2 separate regions of the Sus scrofa genome follow, and region 2 is linked to region 1. The links are chromatin contacts, called in public Hi-C maps. All regions are on one chromosome and are shown on one strand. The core of a region is the stretch at or near the end of the contact, and the rest is flanking DNA. Distances in the headings are between cores, read along the strand shown. Region 1 overlaps CLYBL (citrate lyase subunit beta-like protein, mitochondrial). Region 2 has its middle 58 kb from the start of ZIC5.

Region 1 (4,425 bases), core at 1,211-3,710:
CACAGAAGGAATATGGGTGCCCGATTCCTTCTTACTGAGCGTCTGCCCTCCTCTTGGTGATCTCAGAGCGGGAGGGTAGATGAAACAAGTCTCATCTCCCTGGGTTACCTGGGGGAGGGGTTACCTTCCGAGTGACTTGAGCTGGAATAGGGATTTTTCACCTGCACAGACTACCTCTTTCTCTACCTCTCTGTACCTATGGAGGAATATTAGTGTCCAGTCTAGAGTGTTTTCCCTCAGAAAGATTAACATGGTCACACCAGAGGGGTGTGCATGTGGAGACAGCAGGGCTTCCTATTATTTAGTCTGCTCCTTCAGGTGTGGTCACAACAGTTCCTTATGTAGAAGCAACCCCTTTAAGCTTCCCCATATGACTCACAAGCAGTCCTTTTTTGGGGACACCTGTGACCCCACACTAGCTGACCCCCCAACCTTTGGGATTATCCCTCTTATTGTTTTATTTTCTGAAGCCATTGTTTTTTTGGTTTATTTTAGGGCAGAAAAGCTACAATTATTGGGCAGGAGGGTTGGAAGTGCTGGAACGAGCCAAAGTAGAGTGGGGAAAATAGGTAGGAAGCCATAGCCTTAGGATGGAGTGTTTCCAGTTGTCGGTTGACCAGGGTGCAGTTCTAGGCAGACCACTAGATGGCACTCACACATTAGCGTTAGGACTGCTCCATGCCCTTTTCCACTTGGGGCTTTTGTAAAATCTCTCCAGGGAGTAGCCAAAGCTTTGTATTTGCCACATCCATCCGTCCCTCCCTCTCTCCCTCTAACCTCTCTGGATCTAATGCGGATAGTAGATAAGTCTATTGTTCTAGTTGAAAACCTCCAAAAATGCCTTCAACACCTCCCACCTTTTTAGTTGCAGTGCTGTATTTTTATTATTCTCCTAAGCACCTTTTTACATGGCAGTAAATCCATTTTTGGAGTAGGTAACACAGGATAACTTGTCGCTCTCTTCAGTCATTTTTGAGGGTGTCAGTAAAGGGAAGGGAAGTTGAGAGGAAAAGAGTCATTAAAAAAAGATAAGTGAAAGAAATATTTTAAAATATTTCTATGAAAAATTATGGGTGAGTAACTCGTAAAGAAATAAAAATCACTTAAGGTTAGCAATTTATTTTATCCAATCATTTTCTATCAAGGGGGCATTTCCGTACGCTGAGATTCGAATGCAAAATGTCTGGGGGTAGGAGGGAGGAAGCATAGGCAGGAAGCCACAATGGATGTTGTCTTTATCAAGGTGCGTGTGGTGTAAAAGCAGAATTGCATCTGAACGTTCTGTAATCTGTTGTGCTGTGTAAAGAAACACATTTCTGTCTGTCAACTGAAATGGATTCTGCTCCTGCCTGGTTCACTTCTCTCTCAGCTGTGTGGACATCTTGGGGAGCGTTTGGAGCGTCCGTCCGTGCAGACGTGCTTCATCTGTGCGCTTCGTAGCTGAGATAACAGTGCTCTGAGCCCCACTGTTAAGGTTAACCTGTACACTGCAGAAGGACAACAGATGGAAATTCTGGTTTGCAGCCACTGCAGAAAAATAAAAACATGTTCCAAAGGGAAAAGGATCTTGTATTTCTGTGTTTGAACCTTTGATCTTCGTTCACATCTGAAGGGAAGGCTAGACCTTTTGGTGGAGACACATGGCTTTGCATCTGTGAAAACACAGCTGTATATAGCAAAACAAAACTGGTGGAAAATACAATGGTTTTGCTGTGTCAGGCTAGCTGCTAATGCTTAAATTCTATACAAATATTGTCTTTTGATAGCTCCTTCAAAAATCCTTCTTGACTTTCTATGTAATTGTTCAGGAATGTTTTATTCTTTTAAATTCAGATTTTGAGCTTTTTGGGATTAAGGCATATGGGTCTCCATCTCCTTACTTTTTAAAAGGCAGTAAACTAATGGATTTTAGTTAAATCATAGTAAATTATCTAATTTTGACCAAATTGTGAAGGGGGGGACAAGGGATGGATAGAAAAAAAATTAGGCCTTTTTTAAAAAGGTAAAGTTCTAACTCGATCCTTGATTCTGAAAAATTTTTTTTTTCTTTTAAGATGATATTGCATGGGCTTTGTGCTGCAAGTTGCATCTGAAAGGCATCTTAAGCGCTCTTGAAACTCAGCTGCTTTGTTTTGAGCAATTAAGGTTGTTATTGAGTGCTTTAAGCAGCTCGGCGTTCCTTCTTCTTTAAATAGTCGTCTTGGGCTAGTTTCTTTATCAGCGTTTCCCAGTAACTAAGCCAAGTTTGTTTCATTAGGAGGCACTTGCCTTGAACCTCCACGTTTCCTCTCAGTCCCAGGCGCGGAGCCCGAGTCTGTGGTCCCCCTTATCCTGCCCCGTACGCTCGGTTTCCTACTATTGAATTGGCAATCGCTTTCCGTCCCTCCCCTTTCCGCTGAGGCTCTGGCCCCTGTAGGCCCTCCCTCCTCAGGGCCGCAGGAGTGGGGTGCAGCGAGGTGGTGGGCCAAGACGAGGATGAGAGTTTGCTGTGCAGCAGAAGGCCGCCCCTGCTCTACACCGGTGTGCCTTGCCTTTCTGCGATGGGGCCCCCGCCAGGGCCCAGCGATTGTGCTGTCACCCTCCGCACCCTCTCCCCCGCCAACAGCTTCATCAGCAAGCGACCCAGCCGACTTTGGCAAGGTGGCTTTCTTTGGGAAAGATCATTTTTGTCAATAATGCTAACAACCTCCAGTGTTGATCATGCGGACGGGAAGAGCCGGAGCCGGCTAACACATCCTTCCACACGCAGACCCAGAAAGTTGCCCCTTTGAAGTGCTGGTTCCCGCCTCACCCTTCCAGGAGGGAAGAGGGGAAAGAAAACAAGCGTGGAGATCTGAAGCCACCGAGGAATGCCGCGCTGAGGGCTTTCCTCGGCATCCCTGCCCCTCTCGAGGTCCTCCCCTCCTTTCAACTCCCTGCCCTTTGAAACTGCGGGGTTCGGGTGGCCAGGCCTCCCAGCCGGGCCTGCTGTAGCCGCAGGCCCTGTCCCCTTCAGCGCCGGCGGTGGGGCGGGGGCCACCTGGAGAAGCGGGGAGCGCGCCCAGCAGATCCTCCCGCAGGGTTGTGGCTGAAGGCTCGATCGGTGGGGAGGAAAGAAAAACCCCCCCCCCCCAAACAGAAAAAGCCCTCCCCCAAGCCCAGACCCTCCTCCACCCTCCACAGCTGCATTTTGTTCCCGGGACTGTTGGTGTCACTAGAGCCTCTTTTTTTGCAGCTTGAGAAGATAGTGTAAGGTCTTGTCAAGCCTATTAATTTTTCAGGCAGAACAGATCAAGCCCGCCTTTGATGCTGCTGTTTCCTAATTTAGTATTCAAAGGTAAAGGATCCTACCTTCTCTTCACTCTTTACATAATTAAAAGAGATTTGTTTTTTTTCCCCCCAGTGGCAAAGAACTAGTCGTGTGTAGTATTTTTTCAAGTAAAAGGTCTAACTTTTTATATAACATCTGTTCTTAGGCTCTTTCCTAAATATAACCAATATTTGCTTTTTGCTGGTACTTAGTTGCATACCATTCACCCTGCATTTTAATTTTTGACAGATGGGGTTATAAACAGTGTTCCCCCCTCCAGCTCATTCCTCTAAGTTTAAATATAGGTATTTCTGTTCTGACAAACTGAGAGTGCAATTAAAAATAAAACGCTAGAATCGTCAGAATATCCTAACTTGTCCGTCACTCTCGATTTTATTTTATGCTGGAGCTTTCTAGAGTTCGCTTAAGTGGACTTTCACAGGTTTCCATCTGCTGTCTTTAATGGCAAATTGTGACCCTCAAAACCACTTCAGGGCCTTTTGTGTTCTTATCTACGCATTTCAATACCTTCTGGGGAAGCGCCTTTGGTTTCACTACATATGCAAAAAGGCTGGCCCGAATTTTTTGACACCCCCCTCTTTATTTGTTGGTGGAGTCTTGTTTTCCATTGTTTGGTTGCTGAAGTTGGCAGAAGTCATTTATTCGCCTTATTCTTTGTTGGAACGAAATCTAAAAACATCCCAGAGTATTTTAAAAATTAATGCATGCTGTTGGAACTGTCCTGTATTAGCATAGTTGTATTTTTCCATCGTAAGGGAGATAATATTTTAAAGGTACTAGGTAGGAGTAGTCACCAGAAGCCAATTAAAATCGCTAGGATTCTATCCACAACCTGCTTGGCGGCATAAACAATTGCTACGTGGAAATAAAGCGGCCGCTCTGTGCGTAGGGCCCTGCTGTACCCGACTGGGCAGTGACTGCAGTCCCTCTGCTAGAAGAACCACAGGGCTGGTTCCTGGGCATTACCATCGCCTGGGTTTTAAAAACTTGATAATAAGGCCACACACAAACAGATTTAAAAAGAAAAAAAAAAAAAAACAAAAAAACAAAAAAACCCATCTCCTTTGCCTATGGAGGGAGAGGAATAGTGACATTATTTTCAGGTGTTTGAGCTT
Region 2 (4,425 bases), core at 1,324-3,823, 210 kb after region 1:
CAAAACTTGTCCCTTTTTACTCTTTTATTTTCTTTCGACAAAACAAAGCTCAGAGAACCCCTTTAAGAAATTTTATACATTCCCACAGAGTCCCAGTTTGTTGACCTTCAGGCCACAGAGTAAAACCTTTCTTTTAAGTCAAGCATTTCCCCATTGGGAAGCGCTCCAGCTTTTTCTTTTTATGAGGAATTTTAACTGCTGGACTTAATTTAATTATTGTATTTTGTACATACTCCCAGAAGCCCCAGGGCATGAGCTTTTCTTTTTTCAAAACTTTCAAATGAATATCTTTAGAAATGCACATTTCTGATGGTAACCTTACTTCTTTCACACGTATTTCTAATCTAAATAGCAAACTTGGATCATTCTGTCTCCTGACACATTCGTGGAGAGGCTTCAAACTCACATGGCTTTGCCAGAGATCCTCAGAATATAGTCATCTGAGTTCTGAGTGTGGGAGCCCAGGTTTCCTAACAAGAAAACAAAAACTGTCTCCAGTTGAACTACATTTTCCAACTTGATGGTTCTGGGCACATAGTCTTCAGTAAGAAGGGTTCCTGGGTTGCAGGCAGTAACGTGCTGGTCCCATGGCTACAGTCCGCCACCATCTGTCCCTATAGTTTCTATGAGATACTTCCCCCAACATCAGCTGCTCCTCGCGGATCCCAGCAGAGGCTCATGTGTGAACACACACACACACACAGTTGTCATCCCATGCTGATGGCAAAGATTCAATATCTTCATTTCTCATCTCTCTTTATCCATAAACATTTTCATTTGAGCCTTCTGATTTTCCCCTGGAAATTAAAAACTTGGACCACATCTTGACTCTCAAAGGTGAAAAATATTTGGGGACAGGGTATTAACTTAAACTCATTTGGCAATATTGGAATGTGGAACAAACATACATTTTCCAAATTCATAAGCTCTGCCCAAAATATTTCATGAGAGTTGGGCCACTTATGAAGTAAGCTTCATTTTAGGACTTGCGAGACCTCTGAATTTAGGAAGATGTTTGTAAGTAGAATTATCTGCTAGGTGAATCTGATTATCTTATGTATTTTAATTTAAAATGTAAAATTGCTAATAAATAAAATTTAAAATTCTAGAAATCACAGCATTTTGGTGCCAAAGAAGGCCTTTCCAGGTCACCTATGCCAAAGATCTGGATGTGGGCTGCATATTCGAATTGCCTGGTGGACGTTTAGTAAATACTCTAGTCTGAACCATCATTTTGCAGATTAAAAAGAGAAACACCCAAACACAACTCTAAAAGTTGCAATATGGCGTTTACATTTGAAGTCTAAGGAATAATACTATAACATGTTTTGGGGACTCCTGGCCAGGCGAAACTTTAAAAAGCAAGCTCACTCAAGTTTCCCTAATTATCCTTTGAGCCACACAAATTGTAAGATTTTTTTTGACTGATTTTTCCCATGTGATATGCTTTCTAATTTTATGCACATTGACATCCCTGACAGATCTTGGAAAAGGCTGGAATAGTCAAAGCCTTGAACTATCTCACATTTAACTTTTTTTCTTTTTTTGGGGAGGGTATTTTTAGGGCCACACCTTCAGCAGATGGAGGTTCCCAAGTTAGGGGCCCAATTGGAGCTGTAGCTACTGGCCTACGTCACAGCCACAGCAACACCAGATCTGAGCTGCATCTTCGACCTACACCACAGCTCCTGGCAACGCGGGATCCTTAACCCACTAAGCAAGGCCAGGGATCCAACCTGCATCCTCATGGATGCTCGTCAGATTTGCTAACTGCTGAGCCACAACGGGAAGTCCTCACATTTGCCTCTTAAAAGACGGTACCCTTGTGTGGATGGCGGCTTTACTTAAAAGTTTGCCCTCTTCACTGGCAGTGTCCTGCTTCATGACTAGTATTCTGTGAATTCATTTTTCTTACATATATTTAAAATACATACATTTGTCCCAGTGTCATCTGACGATCTCAAAACATTTGAACCATGGAGCTTTACCCTGTACCATTTTTATAAAAACAGAACCAAAGAGACAAACAGCAGCTCATCCGAGTGAGTCCCCTGAAGGCGAAGGGAGCTTTGCTACCGTCTCTGACGGCCTCTCCCTCTCGAGGGCAAGGGAGGCCGCGCGAAGAGCAAGGGCTCCTTCTGGTGAGAAGCCTTGGGGCCGGCTGTGTAAACGCTGGCTCTCGCCCGCCTCCCCCAAGACCAGCTCCTCCCTCACCTCTCCCACTCCTCGTCCTCCTTCTCCCCCTTCCCCTCAAGGAGGGCGCGCTGGCGGGTCGCGAGGGGAAAGGAAAGGAAAGGAAAGGGGGCGCTCCAGCCAGAGGACCTCCCGGGAGAGATCCTGGAAGCTTTGATCTCAAGGATTTGCCCTGGGCTGAAAGACCTCTGTTGGCCACTCCTCTAGGATCCTAATAAGGCCAGGACCTGGGATCACAGATGCAAACCCTTTTTAACGCTGCGATGCAGATTAAAGCTGTGGAGCTGCTGCGAGAGACGGTGTGTTAATACGTGGCACCTACGCAGAATGCGTGCAAGGATTCTCTGCTCCAGCGGACGTTAATTGAGTTTCTGTTGTGTGCCTGGGCTAAGTGACGTCACTGCGTCAGTGATGGGCTAAGAGGGAACTCCCGGGCTGGCCCTAGGCCCCTGTATCAGTGGTTCGGTCAGAAACGAAAGCAGCGGGGCGGGGCGGGCCTTTCTTATTCTGCAACCCCCCCCCCATTCTTTTCTAATTACTCTTCCTAATCCTTTACAACAGACATGCAAATTAACCAAGAGCGCTGCTCCAGGTCTGAGACTGGAAAAAGGAATAAAAAGGGAAGAAATCTCAAAGTGTCTTAGAGGTAGATTCTCATGGAGCCATACAAAAAGAATGTTTATAAAAAGATTAAAAAACATTAATGGCAAAGAGAACGGCTGAAAAGCTTGCCCTTGCTTATTTCACTGTCTGCTCCTACTCAGAAAAATGTGTGTTGCCATTTCATTTTGTCGCTGCTTTAAGATAACTAGAGGTAAAGAAAATAAGTCTGGGCAAAAATGAGAACTTGGGTGAGAGCTAAAGTTCATTATTATTATTATATTATTACAAGAGTGGTAAGACACTGGGCCAGAGAAAATTTAAAGTAATCATGTAAGGTTTTTGACAATCAAGCTTTATCTTTTTTGTCTTTTTAGGGCCGCACCCATGGCATATGGAGGTTCCCAGGTAGGGGTCCAATCGGAGCTGAAGCCGCCAGCCTACGCCACAGCCACAGCCACAGCCACGCCAGATCCAAGCCATGTCTGCTACCTACACCACAGCTCACGGCAATGGCGGATCCTTAACCCACTGAGTGAGGCCAGGGATCAAACCCGCGTCCTCCTGGATGCTAGTCGGGTTCGCTAACCACTGGGCCACAACTGGATCTCCTAAATCATTTTTTGGGTGATAACCTCCAAGGCCTGGAATCCACAAGGCTGGTGGCAGCGTGACTGGTACAGTTCTCCTGGGAAGTATTCAGCAATGGGCATCAACAGACTTACTGTCATTTACTTTGTCATCCAGCTGTGCCTTTTACATCTGGATCTGGGCAATTCTATCATCCTAAATATAGAAAAAGCCTCATTCACAAAGACAACTCACAGTCCCGTCATTTAAATTAGAGAGGTATGGGGGCCGTGGGAACCTGATGAAATATTAGCCACAAAGCTTGTTTCTGAAGAGAAAAATAAAAACCTTTTAAGGGATTCCTGTTGTGGCTCAGTGGTCATGGATCCAACTAGTATCTAGGATGACACAGGTTCAATCCCCGGCCCCACTCGGTGGGTTAAGAACCCAGTGTTGCTGTGGCTGTGGCAGAGGCCAGCAGCTACATCTCCAATTCGACCCCTAGCCTGGGAATTTCTATATGCTGCAGGTGTGGCCCTAAAAAGACAAATAAAATTTTTTTAATTTAAAAAAGAACTTCTTCTTTATAAAAAGAAAGAAAGAAACCTTTTCATAGAAAGTTTAAAAACAGACACCAAGCTGTATATGCAGAGTCTGGAGCTGGCCGGCCTGGGCTCTGCTGCTCCTGCTGGCTAACCTTCGGCAAGGAGGTAGCCTGTCTGTGCCTCGGTGTTATCATCTGTGAAGTGTGATAACCGTAGCCCGATCGAGTAGGATTGCTGTGAGACACCAGTGAGTTCGTGCTCAGAAGAGTACCTGGCACATAGCAGGCTCTCAACATACGGTACGGTAGCTGCTAATGTTACAGTGTGGTCCCAAGTCGGTTAAAAAGAAATCGCATTAGAAGAAAATACACCTCAATGGCAGCAATCTCTGTTTTAGGATGTCAAGACTACTGATCATTTTTACTTTGTCTTTTCCCTTTTTTGCATTTCCAAACTTCTCATTAAAGATGTATCAAAATTGTTAAACCAAGTTGGAGCTAATTACAAACAAAATCTA

Evidence for each region. A called contact is a pair of places that touch in the nucleus more often than the background predicts.
Region 2: a Hi-C map of epiblast stem cells shows a contact between it and region 1, with 2.7 times the contacts expected there. The contact joins two enhancer-like sites. A contact is called at or near these places in 5 of 47 Hi-C or Micro-C datasets (embryonic fibroblasts, epiblast stem cells and fetal skeletal muscle).

What each region holds. Positions count from the first base shown.
Region 1 is chr11:68,564,196-68,568,620 of Sscrofa11.1, forward strand. All of the region lies in intron 1 of CLYBL (citrate lyase subunit beta-like protein, mitochondrial), which reads left to right. Among named protein-coding and RNA genes, the nearest start is that of CLYBL, 59 kb to the left of the region's middle. Within about 2 kb of position 2,461, at least 16 of the 83 cell types and tissues checked have an H3K27ac peak or open chromatin away from gene starts, as enhancers often do. A contact at or near this core is called in epiblast stem cells, where this site is marked.
Region 2 is chr11:68,770,273-68,774,697 of Sscrofa11.1, forward strand. No RefSeq gene overlaps it. Among named protein-coding and RNA genes, the nearest start is that of ZIC5, 58 kb to the right of the region's middle. Within about 2 kb of position 2,574, at least 8 of the 83 cell types and tissues checked have an H3K27ac peak or open chromatin away from gene starts, as enhancers often do. A contact at or near this core is called in epiblast stem cells, where this site is marked.